2 separate regions of the Rattus norvegicus genome follow, and region 1 is linked to region 2. A link is a contact called in public Hi-C data. All regions are on one chromosome and are shown on one strand. The core of a region is the stretch at or near the end of the contact, and the rest is flanking DNA. Distances in the headings are between cores, read along the strand shown. Region 1 overlaps Parva (parvin, alpha). Region 2 overlaps Mical2 (microtubule associated monooxygenase, calponin and LIM domain containing 2).

What was found. A called contact is a pair of places that touch in the nucleus more often than the background predicts.
Region 1: a Hi-C map of Schwann cells shows a contact between it and region 2, with 2.7 times the contacts expected there. The contact joins two enhancer-like sites. A contact is called at or near these places in 3 of 12 Hi-C or Micro-C datasets (Schwann cells and kidney).

Annotation. Positions count from the first base shown.
Region 1 is chr1:176,009,432-176,016,242 of GRCr8, forward strand. All of the region lies in intron 1 of Parva (parvin, alpha), which reads left to right. Among named protein-coding and RNA genes, the nearest start is that of Parva, 31 kb to the left of the region's middle. Within about 2 kb of position 2,475, at least 4 of the 93 cell types and tissues checked have an H3K27ac peak or open chromatin away from gene starts, as enhancers often do. A contact at or near this core is called in Schwann cells, where this site is marked.
Region 2 is chr1:175,927,826-175,934,190 of GRCr8, forward strand. Mical2 (microtubule associated monooxygenase, calponin and LIM domain containing 2) reads left to right here. Exons shown (of 31, transcript NM_001395865.1): 24 at 3,809-3,951; 25 at 4,456-5,761. Among named protein-coding and RNA genes, the nearest start is that of Parva, 51 kb to the right of the region's middle. Within about 2 kb of position 2,111, at least 10 of the 93 cell types and tissues checked have an H3K27ac peak or open chromatin away from gene starts, as enhancers often do. A contact at or near this core is called in Schwann cells, where this site is marked.

The DNA of each region.
Region 1 (6,811 bases), core at 1,225-3,724, 82 kb after region 2:
TACCATATTTCTAGGAAAAAGTATAGAAAAAATTAAATAGAAAGAAAGATAATAAAAATATACCATAGTCCTTTTTTTAACCACCCTTTTCTTTTTTTTAAAGATTTATTTTTTTATTTTATGTATATGAGCACACTGCTGCTGTCTTCAGACACACCAGAAGAGGGCATCAGATCCCATAACAGATGGTTGTGAGTCACCATGTGGTTGCTTGGAATTGAACTCAGGACCTCTGGAAGAGTAGACAGTGCTCTTAACCACTGAGCCGTCTCCTCAGCTCCACCTCCATAGTCCTTTTTAAAACTATTAATTTGGGATTTTTCTTCTCTCATTGCTTATGCATTATTTTTAAATATTTGAATAGGGAGCTGGAGAGATGGCTGTTATTTAAGCCAACTGATCGAGGTGCTAGGCACAGCACAGCAATGCCCAGATCCCATCTGATTAAATAACTGGGTGCTAGAGTCCAGTCAAGCTGACACATGAAACTAACCATTACAATATCATGCGTGCGTGTGTGCATGCGTGTGTGTGTGTGTGTGTGTGTGTGTGTGTGTGTGTGTGTGTGTGTGTGTGTTGCATTTGAGTTTGCATGTGAGTGTGGAGGCCCCAGAGTGATATCAAGTTTCTTTCTCAACCATTTTCCATTTCATATGTTGAGGCAGGCTCTCCCCTGAACCCCAAGCTGCTGGTTGGCTAGTCTGGCTAACCAGCTTGCTCAAGGAATTCTTGTCGCTGCCTTGTGCACTGGGATTATAGTTGGGCTATCATATCATGCAGATTTTATCCACATAAAATCCAAACTCAGGGCCTCATGCCTTCATGATAAGCGCTTTACCCACTGAGCTTTCTCCACAGCGCATGCACACACACACACACACACACACACACACACACACACACAGAGGCACACACACACACACACAGGCATATGCATACATACAGGCACACACAGGCACACACACACAGGCACACACACATACACAGGCACACACACAGACACAGGCACACACACACAGGCACACACACATACACAGGCGCACACACACAGGCACAGGCACACACACACACACAGGCACACACACATTTGTTTTCACTTTGCACATCACAAATATCCCCCCTATAACACTATTAATTCTAAATGAATTTGATATTAGTGGCCATTTTGTGAAGTCCTGAGACGTAAAGGCTTTGCACGACAGATTTGGAAAGTTCCAGTTGTTTGTTGGCTGTAGAAATTGTGTCTGGTTTTCATGAGAGACACAATGTTGGTATAAAATGCCTTTGCTGGTTTCCCATGCATTCATTATGGCTCCTGGACTGCAGTCATTAATGTGGAATTGCCGAAGACTTGAGGATTTTAAGCTCTTGATATACTTGTTACATTCTCTTGGCCGTTGTTTCTCCTGGTGAATATGCAGACCAACCCATCTGGTTACTTGGTAACTGATGAACACTCAGCTTCTTGGACCTCACCCTGAGCCTCCTGAATCTGCCTGCATTTTACGTTATGCAAGTACATTAAAGTCTTTTCAATGCATTTCCTTTTAATTAAAATACAACCATATTATCCACCCTCCTTTCCCTTCACCCCCCTCCAACTTCCTCCCTCTCAAATTCATGCCTTTTCCTTTAATTATTAAGGTTAACATGTACATTGAAGTTTCAGAGGTCCTGCCCAAGAAAATTCTTCTCAACTTGCAGGCGGGCCAGAAGTACATATAGAGGCTTGTTTAGCTTCATCCTCATTACAGATGGATGCCGTTGGTTTTTCTTTCCTCCCTGTTTTTATTGATGCTGCTGCTGCTGTTGTTAATGTTGTTATTATTGAGACAGGGCCTCACTCTGTAACCCAGGCTACCCTGGAACTCGTAATTCTCCTGCCTGCTCTGAAACTGTAAGACAATTTCATTTCCATACGTAAGCCACCTGGGGGCTAGGGCTGCAAGTGCCCACCGCCACACCAGGTTCACAATTGTCTTTACTAACTCACTAACCAAAAGAATTGTACTTTATTCTTTATTTTGATTTTAATTTTACCAGAGAAACCCAGCTAGGGGGAAAACACCTCTGTCATGTTTTTATTTACCCACAGCCACAATGTAAATAATTTCTGCGGTGGGTCCCGCAGAGCACATAGCTTGTTTAGATCGTGGTGGCTTGCTTGCGGCCGTGAAGGTTGAGCCCTGCCCGGCATCACATGCTACTCTCCTGCTCCGTGCTCTGCACCCGCCTCCTCCTGGCTCAGCCTGCCTGTAGCTCGGGCATCTGCATCAGCTGCGGTCAGACTTGGGACTTTTCCTCAGCTTCCCCTCCTCTATCTTAGGCTGTTTGGGCTGCCTTAGCAAAAATGCCCTAGATTAGTGGATTAAATACAGAATTGATTTTTTTGCAGTTTCAGAGGTTGGGCGGTTCAGCATGAATATGCTCACTGTGTCCTTGTATGGGTGGGGGTGAGGGATGTCTTGGGGCTCTTTAATGAGGGCACTTGTGCCTTTTGTGGAGAGTCCACCCTCATGACGCCTCCCCTTTAACATATCACACTGGGCGAGGTTTTAACATTTGAGATGGGAGGCACAAGCCTTCACCCAGAACTTTGTGTTCCATATTTACCCCCAGGCAAGGGGGTGAGTAAAGAGAAGGGACAGAAGTCCTCTTGAGTTGGTGTCATTGTCACAGTCTCCGGCCACAGTTGGCTTGCAGGGCTGGTATTCCATGTGTTTTTTCAGAGACTGCAGGGAACCTCTGAGGAGTTCTCCCCTGTGGTTAGCACAGTTGCAGTCCTGATGCAGGGGCTCCAGTCAGACGTTGAGTCTGCGCCCTCCAGAGCTGAGTCTGCGCCCTCCAGAGCTGTGTGGAGAAAAGCAGAGCCACATCTTTCTAACTTTCACATGTCCCCAAAATTCTGATGTTCAAAATATGCAAGACTCTAATATGGCGAGGGGGGAGGGACTGCTTAGAGGCTGTGGCATCTTCTCACTCCCAAAGCTTTAGTTCCCGAGAGGTCACTGGTGTGGGACACAGCTCTCTACTGCTGACGTCATAGGTGAACCAGAGGCCGAGGGGAAGGAAGGGGGCTACAGGCTGTTGTTCTTTGGAATTGAAGCATCAGGAGATAAACCATGGAAGGATATTTTAACGTGTTTCATTTAAAACACGCTCAATAAATAAGGAATCCCTTCCAGTGGGCTCTCTGGGAGGCTTTCTGAGGTCAGGGAACTTTAAACACTCCCCTTTGGGCTGTGGGAGAGGCTGGGAAGCTTAGTTCCTTTTCAGTTCTCTTCTTACACCTCCCAGGTGTCCCCAGCTGCTCAGCCTGCAAGTGTTAGGGTCACCCCAGGGTCACTGTCAGGGCCTTAGATGAGGGCAGAGCCCGAGGTGCAGAGGCATTGGTGGCCTGAGGTCCTTTGTCACACTCTGCTGGATAAGGGATAGATTTTACTGACTTTCAGTCCACACTGGCTTCCACTAACAGAAGAGAAGAACGTGTTCCTAAAACTCTGGCCTTTCTGCTGCTCAAAAACCGGCCATGCCTCCCTTCTTCCCCGCCTTGTTAAGACAGAGTCTCAGTTTGTAAGCCCGGACTTCTGCCCTCACTTCCAGCATTCTGGATCCCTGATATATACTACCATGCCATGCCCAACATATCCCATCCTTTCGTGTGTCTCTGTATGTGTGTGGCGGACATATGTGTATATGGATATATGTGCACATGTGTATATGGAGGTCAGAGGTCAATCTCAAATGATGTACCTTACATGTTATTCACCTTGGGTTTTGTTTGGCTGGTTGATTGGTGTTTGTTTGTATTGTTTTTGAGACAAGATCTCTAATGGGCATCTGGGGCTTGCGCAGTAGGCTAGGCTTGCTGTCTAGTGAGCCCCAAGAATCTACCTGCCTCTGCCTCCCCAGTTCTGGCATTACAAGCACACTACCACGTCCATAGCTCCGGATTGAACTCTGGTCCTCAAGCTTGCATTCCCCACTGAACCATCTTGTCTCCCAACTCTCCTCTCCACCCTTTAAAGAAGATTTGAGGTGAGCTGGGTGGTGGTGGCACATGCTTTTAATCCCAGAGACTGGTGGATCTCTGAATTTGAGACCAGCCCGGAGTCGTCGAGTAAGTTTCAGGGTTTAAGGTGAAGCATGCATCTTCCCTGAAGGTCCCTACCGTTTTGCTTCTTCTGCTGGCTGTCTTTCTAACGTGTATCTTCCCTTTGCTTAGGCCGTGTGCATCCCCTCCCCTGTGCTCACCCCCTGTCATGCTCTCCCGAGCAGCACACCTGGTCTTGCAGCACTGCCACAGCAGTGAACCCTGCATCTCTGGCTCTCATTTTGAATTGGTTTCCCAAACTTGATTGAGAATTCCTGGTTTGCAGTGACCGTGTCCTGTCCTTTCCTCATCCGTTAGGCTGAGCACACAGACCGCACTGATTCTGTGATGAGCTGGGCTCTGCTCTGTCACTGCTTTCTCCCACCGCACTCCCAGAGCAGGGGACCACTCGGAGCCAGACCCATCCTTCCTTCTCTTACTCTCACAGCCACATTCTCTGATAGAAGTCAGAGCATGGGGCCAGTGAGGTGGCTGATGGAGGGGAAAGGTGTTTTCCTCTTGCCTGATGACCTGAGTTTGATCTCTGAGGTCCATGTGGTAGAGAGAAATGACACCAGCAAGTTGTCCTCTGACCTCCATTTGAGTGCCATAGCACATGTGTGCCCCTACATATGCACACAAAAGAAATACTAATGTGATTTTTAAAACTGAGAAGTCAGGCATGGTGCCTATGTCTTAGTGAGAGGCTCTGAAAAGCTGACCATGTCTCTTCTCACTTCTTCATTTCATAATCGTTCTTTTACAAACATTTATAGGGCACCAACGACACACCAGGCCCCTCTTTTAGGAGTTAGGCATCCGGCTTTGAATGGGATGGACTAGGTATCCAGGCCTTGTAGATGAGATCTGCAGTATCAAACACATGACTGGAGTTGTAAGTAGCGGTGGCTTGCTGGGGAGAGTGCAGGTGACCAGGCAGAAGGGCTGAAGAAATCCTCTCTGAGGATGTGACCCAAGACCTAAAGAGTCAGGACTGTTTTGTGAGACTGTCTTAGTCAGGGTTTTACTGCTGTGAACAGACACCATGACCAAGGCAACTCTTATAAAGGACAACATTTAATTGGGGCTGCCTTACAGGTTCACAGGTTCAGTCCATTATCATCAAGGCAGGACCATGATATTGTCCAGCAGGCATGGTGCAGGAGGAGCTGAGAGTTCTACATCTTCATCTGAAGGCTGCTAGAAGACTGAGCATCCTCAGGGAGCTAGGCGGAGGATCTCAAAGCCCGCCCCCTCAGTGACACACTTCCTCCCACAAGACCACACCTTTTCTAACAAGGCCACACCCCTGTAGGTGCCACCCCATGGGCCAAGCATATTCAAACCACCATAGAGAATTATGAGGATGAATGTTCCAAATATTCCAGGAACAGACAGACACAAGATTTCCAGGAACCAAAAAGCAACAATGTGGAGGTGCTAGGAAGACTACTGAGAGGTGAGCTGGTCCTAAAGTCTAAAAAGAGCTGTCAGGAATCCTTTCAAGGACACAGGAAAGCCACTGTAGGGTCTGAGCAGGAGAGTGCTGTGCTCTGAGTAATAGTGGTGTCCACTTCTTGACTGTGTCGATAGTTAAACACGTTACCGTCCATGTTTGATGAGGTGGGGATTTTTGTTTTGTTTTTCATTTTGGAGACAGGATGATTATCTCCTGTTATTTGACTTTACATCGTTAGCTGTGGGGCCAGAAGGCTGGCTCAAGGAAAGTGCTTGCTTCTACGCCTGGCAATCTCTCATCCACCCCTGGAAGCCCATGGTTGAAGAGAAAGAACTGAGTCTTAAAAGTCGCCCTCTGACTTCCACATATGCACCATGGCAAACATGCCTGTGTGTGCACACGTGCACACTCACAAATAAATAAATGAATAAACAAACAAATAAATACTGTGATTTTTTTTTTAAGAAGATGAGAGTGTGGTGGGTGGCACATCGGATTAAACACCCTTAAAAGCTTCTGGTTGAAGGTTTGCTCTCCAGCTGGTGGCGCTGTTGAGGTGTGATTGAAGCAGGAGAGCCTTCATCAATGTGTGTGAGTCTACACTTGAGTCCATAGTCTAATAGATGGTTGAGAATCAGACCTAGTTGGAGGAACTAAGTCACTGTTGTGCCTTTGAAGAGGCACCCCTCCCAGGCTCTCCTTCTGTCAGGTGGTCAGCAGTTGCCAGGATCCTCTCCTTACACAGGCCCCAGAGTGATGGAGCTCCTACCGTGGGCTGAAAACTGTGATACCAAAAATCAGATCAATCGTTTAGTTTTCTTCTCCTTACAGAGCTCTGGCTGTCCTGGAACTTGATACATAGACCATGATGACCTTGAACTCGCAGAGATCTACCTGCCTCTGCCTCTCAAGTGCTGGGATTAAAAGAATATACCACCACACCCAACCTCAATCTTCTACTTTTTTTTAAATAACTGTTTTTCATGGGTAATGAGGAGCTAGGGCCATCCAGTAAATAAAGGGCCCTCTAAATTCTACATTCTAATCCCTAGGGAATTTCATGATGATGGGAAATCAATAGGAAAAGTAGAATTATCATTAAGGCAATCAATTGGATGGCTGTAAAAAAATAGAAATGATTTTTGAATCATCAGGTGTGCTTGCATTGGCAAAGGACCTTAAAAGCAGAGGGGAAGGACCTGAGAGCTAGAGGGAGGTGTGGCCAAGAGGTCATGTGACATGACAGACTGTGAACACAG
Region 2 (6,365 bases), core at 861-3,360:
TTGAAATGAGAAAGGGGAAATTGAGAGCTAGGTGCTTGGTTATGTCCCAGGAACTGGACTAGATCCTTCCGCATTTTGGTTCTATGTCATTGTGACCAAGGCAAGAAGATAGCAGTTTGCATTAGAATATGAATGTAAACACATGAGTGTGCAGAGAGAGAGAGAGAGAGAGAGAGAGAGAGAGAGAGAGAGAGAGAGAGAGAAACAGAGAGGGAGAAAGAGAGACACAGTGAGAGACAGAGAGAGAGAAAGAGAGACAGAGACAGACAGAGAGACAGATTCTTTCTTCTCCAGATCTTGGCCTGGGTGAGTTTCAAAGCCCCCCCAAGAGTTATGGTGACCATGCACACACAGCCACACAGCAAACAGAATTCCTCCAGAACCCTTGAGTGAGAAGCTGAGGCTCCATCCTGCTCTGAGCCCATCACCCCCTTCTGCCTCCCCTAGTCCGCAAGTTCCCTCTCAAACCTGACCCAACATGGCCTTGGGCTTCTGCTCTCCCTCCTTCTGGTTCTCTCTCCTTCTGAATCAGCATGATTCCTGGCCAGTGAGTCATTTCCCACCATCCCCCAGACTCACCACCTCTCCTGTGTCTCCCTGGGCTAAGGGCCACCTTTGGAGCTAGAGCAGGCCTGCATACCTGGGAACAAGCTAAGATGACACCTGAATCATCCGAGCTACCCTGGGTGGCTGGCGAATGTGAAAGGACAAAGGGAACTAAGGTCTCCGAGCACTAGGGTTCCTCTCAGGCCAGTCTTCCTGGGTGCTGAGGCCATCCCAACGGTCCTGAGCATCACCAGTGTCAGGGGGCTCAGTCTGTCCTCAGCCAGTTCCCAGCATGGCGTGAAGTAGGAGGTTGGCAAACAGCGGGGACAGGGGTTCTAGAAAAACAAGACCGACTTCTAGTACTCAGCAGTGGGCTTGGGGCCACACCTGGAGAACATAGGGTGTGAACCTTAACAATAATGCTAGATGCAGACAGGGCTGAGCCTGTTGTTTCTGTGGCCTGGCAATGTCTGGTCCAAAGGAGTTCTTGTTTATGTGTGAGAGGGAGGAAGAAAGGGAGGGAGAAAGAAAGGGAGAAAGGGAGGAAGTTTGGAAACTGGTTGGATTAGGCCCAGGGAAACAGCATATGGGTTCAGGCTTGCAGGATGCTGCCCCTAGAGGGCGCTCCAAGACTTTGAGAAGATGGAGTCCTTCATACTAGGAAGAGTAGTACCTAGAATCCCAATCATGTCAACCCCGAAAGACAAGAACCCCTATGCCCAAGAAAGGTTTATCAGTCAATAGGATATAGAACATAGGCATCCCTTCTAATTGAGCATGCTTAGAGTGAATGTCACCAACAGGGGAAAAGGCCATCATTGCCCCCCCCCCCAAAAAAAAAAAAAAAAGGAGGTCACACAAGGAATTGCCTCAGGGGGCACTTTAGCACAAAAGAACCTGAGAGCCAGCAGTACTCAGATCCTATGCCCTACAGAGGACAGAGAAGCCTGGCTGAGCCATCTCCGAGTTCCCAGCAAGCATGGGAGAAGAGGATAGAGGTAGACAAGTTCCCAAGCCAAGAATTAGAGAAACCCTGGCTGCGGTGGGTGTCCCATTACCTCTGAAGCAGACCAAGGTTCTAGTAGTATCTGCCAGATAGTTTGTGTGCAAGAGGAGGGAAACGGATGTGGTCTGCAGGATGGTGGGCACTTTTGGGAAGGACACTGGAAGTGAGTGAGTTGCTTGTGTGAATGAACTGGAGTCTTGGGGGTCCCTCTCCCATCTTTTAGAGGAGCTTGAAGACAACACCAGGCTCACAGGAGACATTTTGCATCTCTCAGGTCCTTGATGGTCTCTTTCTCCTCTGGAGTCATGTCTGGCCCTTGGGCAATGCCTCATTTGCCAAGCCCTCCACAAGCTGACTTTAAGATAATGTACAAGGACCTTGCAACCAGAGGCCTCACAGCAAAGGTGGAACCTGGGCTAAAGGGAAGGAGAGGAGAGTGGCTTCTGCACCACGATCTTATAGATCCCAAGACTTTTCTGTCTGGCTCAAGGTGTCCCTGACTCTGTGTCACAAGGTCCCCTGTGACTCCTCAGAGGAACAAAGGGACAGTTTGTGGAGCTGAGAGGACTTTGGAGGCTGCTTAAGGAGCCTGATTCAGCGGATGGCAGGGAGAGGAGATTGAGGGGGCGAGAAAGAGGGGGAGAAGGAATTTGGCAGGAATTTAGTAACTGGAGGCAGGAAGCAAGACAACGGCTCACTCACAAGTTTTGCCTTTTTAGGCTAGACCCATTATGTTGTGGGCTGGGATGGGGTGTGGGTAATGGGCTGGAGGCCAGCGCCTCCCCTGTGTCAGTTCCTGGCAGCTGATGGCCTTTCTCCCAGGGTCTCCCTCTTACACACCTCCACAGCAGCCACGTTCCCTGGTTATCTTTTCCCTCAGAAACATTCTGGGACAAGGGTGGGGTACCCTATGGCTACAGCAGTCATCTTTTCAGAGCCCATGCCTGGTATGCACTACCTAACATGTTAATCTCTGTGCGAAAAGAGAAAAAAGCACACTGAAGTCCACCAATGCCTCCCCTAGCCCCCAAAAGATGTAGGAAACTCTTTCTAAGTGGAGGTGACTTAGGCTTGGCTTTTCTTTTAGATCTGTGTCCCCAGAGATCCCTGACCCTGTGCCATTAAAGTTTCTCACATTTTCTCAGAGTAGCAAAAGCATAGTTTGAGTACCTGAGCAGGTGCCTGTCTCTCAGCCTAGAGCTTTGAGGGAAACTGAGGCCCGGGAATTGTGTTGAACTAAGAGACGAGCTGGAACCTGTTGGTTGGACACACCATAGGGAAATCTGAATGGGCCACCTGAGCCAGGCAAGGCAGGGAGTTGGGGTACTGCGTGAGACACACAGTCCCAGGATGTACCTAAGGAATGTCGGTCACAAAGGCTTGTCATAGCCTGAGGATGAAGCACCGAGTATATGAAAGGCTGTGCTTTTTCTGAATCCAGCTGAATACAAGTTATCTGAAAGGCTCTATCCTGGAGATAAAATATTTGCTCTTGCAGATTTAAGGAGGTTGCCAAGTTGGAAGAGAAGAGAGACAGGAAGTGTCAGTGTACATGGGCCTAAATGACCTCCCTGATGTACTGTCAGAATCCTGCTCTTACAGGACAAGATGACTTCAGCTGCCCATAGTTCAGAATTGCGCTACTCCCTAGAGGCCAGCCACCCTCTTTTCTCACACATCTCTGAAGCGACACATTACTTCCTACCTGTTCCCTGAGCCACAGAAGTGTGGCAAGGACCCACTAATTCTGTATGATTTGTACTGTTGATATGGGTAGGACCTCCCTCCCCTGGGTCCCCATAAAAATTTCAAGCTAACTACCTTGTCTGAGAGCCCTTTAGGGGCTGTCTTCATGTGAGGGAAAGAGCCCATTTCATTAGGACCAAACCATCTGCCCTGTCCATGCCCACAGCTAATGGTCTGACATCTCATGGCAAGAAACTTAACATGGTTTATTGACAGAGAGATTTAGTGCAATCTCAGCTCCTGCCCACCATGGCTTCAGGGAAGCGTTAGCAGTAAATGTTGGTCTCCAAGAAGCACTCTGTGGGTTGTGCTCTCATCTCCTGGGGACGATCTCACAGAAGGCTGAACCGCTAGCTTGCAGAGCCCTGCTGCCAAGTCCCAAGCCATGGCCACTAGGAGCCTCTGAGTCCATCCCCAGCGTCTCCCTTCCTAAAACTGAGGATCCATCCACAGCCTCCTCTTTTTATGCTAAAAACAAGGTAACAATGGAATATGTCATTTCCTTCCTAGATTCAACACCCATGAACCAAAGAGCACTGTCGCCTCCAAAGGAGCCTCCTCCTTCATCTTCGTCGTCTTCACCTTCCCTGCCATCTTCATTTTCTTCAGCTAGTGTACCTGGGCACACTACAGATGATTCCTCCTCTCCTCAGGTAAGTGCAGACCAGGCCCCTGCACAGGAGACAGGAAAGCCAACTGGCCACACACCTCATTAAATCAGGGGTTCTCAACCTTCCTGATGCCATGAGCCTTTAATGCAGTCCCTCATGTCATGGTGACCCCCAACCATAAAATTATTTCCTTGCTACTTCATAACTGTAATTCTGCTACTGTAATGAATCTAATGTAAATTCCTGTGTTTTCTGTTGGTCTTAGGTGACCCCTGTAAAAGGGTTGGTTGACCCTCCTAAGGGGTTGTGACCCACAGGTTGAGAACCACTGTTTGAGAGCTTTGAATGGTCTTTGATTAGAATATATTTAAGGGACTTCAGGTGGATGCCAGCAAGTTCCAGACACTTTCTAAAGCTTTCTTCTCACTTTGAGTATCTCAGAGTGGGAGAAGGAAGGCAGGTGGTGTGTGCTTTGACACTCACCTTCCCCATAGAAACAAAGGCAAGGAGCTTTAAGTAACCAGTATTTCTGTCCATTCCCCACAGGTGCCAGCATACAACCTCCACTCCCCACAGATCTCCAGAGACGATGTCAGCCCCACTCCAATCTACCTCAGACGTGCCAGGGCTCAAGGAATTACGAAGGAAATCCCCCTCTATCTGCCTCATAGCCCCATGCTGGAGAGCACGGAACACTGCCTGGTTAGCCCTGATGGAGAAGAACTCAGAAGCCCTGAGGAGATCTCGGCTTCAGACGGCTGCCAGAAAGCACTGGCTCTTGGAAACAGCGAAAGCACACACAAAGATTCCTACCCCGTTTCAGGGAAGGACCCGTATTTGCCCAATCAAATGCTAGCTCTTGGTGCGGCAGGGAACACAGGAGACTTGAGTGAGGAATCCAGGATGGGACAGACAGGTGGAGCAGAGCTGTCCAAAGAAAGGAAGTTGGGCTTGAAGAAATTAGTCCTCACTGAGGAGCAGAAGACCATGTTGCTAGACTGGAATGACTACACCCAGGAGCACAAGGCTGGGGAGCGGCTCGCGCAGGAAAAGGCTGAGAATGGCAGAGGCAATAGCCTGAAGCCAATCTGCTCTTCTACCCTCTCTCAGGCGGTGAAAGAGAAATTGCTATCCCAGAAAAAAGCCCTGGGGGAGACACGTACCCCAGCTGCCAAGGCACCCCGGGAACGAGAAGTTCCTCCACCCAAGTCCCCCTTAAGGCTCATAGCAAACGCCATCTTTAGGTCTCTGCTCCCCAGTTCTGAAGCTGGAAAAAAGACAAGCTCTAAACCAGAGACCAAAACTTTGCCTAGGGGTCAGCCGCATGCTTTCACTCGTTCCTTTAGCTTCCGGAAACTGGGTTCCAGTAAAGATGGGGACCAGCAGTCTCCAGGGAGACACATGGCCAAGAAGGCTTCAGCCTTCTTCTCTCTGGCTTCTCCAACATCTAAGGCTGCCCAGGCCTCAGACCTTAGCCCTCCCAACCCCATCCTCCGAAGCCGGAGTTTGCCCAATCGTCCATCCAAGATGTTCTTTGCAACCACATCCCTACCACCCAGCAGCAAGGTTGAAGATGTCCCCACCCTCCTAGAGAAAGTGAGTTTGCAGGATGCCGCTCAAGGTCCAAAGAAAGGAGCCTCACATATTTCTCCCCTTGGCCTCAAAGATAAATCCTTTGAGAGTTTTCTCCAGGAATGCAAAGAAAGAAAGGACATTGGGGACTTCTTTAATAGCCCCAAGGAGAAGGGGCCACCAGGGAACAGAGTCCCATCCTTGGAGAAGCTGGTGCAGCCTGTTGACAGCACCTCCATGGGGCAGGTGGCACATCCTTCTTCCACAGGGCAAGATGCACGTAAGTGACTTTTCTAGTAGTCTAGTCTAGAGTGCGTGCTGGGCAGTAAGTGGTCTCACTGCATTAACAGACACTGCACTTGGTTTACTTCTCCAGTTCCTTCTGAGAAAGGTATGAGGCATTGGTACTGGTGAGAAGGCTCAGCTGGTCTCAAGGCTCTTGCTGCCAGGCCTGATGACCTGAGTTCCATCCCCAGGACCCACAGGGTGGAAAGAGAAAGCCTACTCTCCCCAGTTGTCCTGTGACTGCCACCTGTGTATCTCCCTCCCCCAATACACACACACACACACACACACACACACACACACACACACATAAATAAATAAATATATATATATATAAATGCAATTGAAAGTTTAAGGAATCTTGAAATTTTTATAAAATAAATCTGAAAAAAATGAAATTATAGAGTTAAATTAATAATCCTACCTAGTAATCAGTTCCTTCTGTATGACTATGTGAACATTTTTACTGAGATGTATATACAATTGTATATTTTTTTAAAAATCAACTTTGTATTCTAGGTGTTATACAAATGACCAGGGTCTATATAAATGTGATTTGAAAGAATGTTCTATTTTATGACAATGTTGTCATTTAGTGA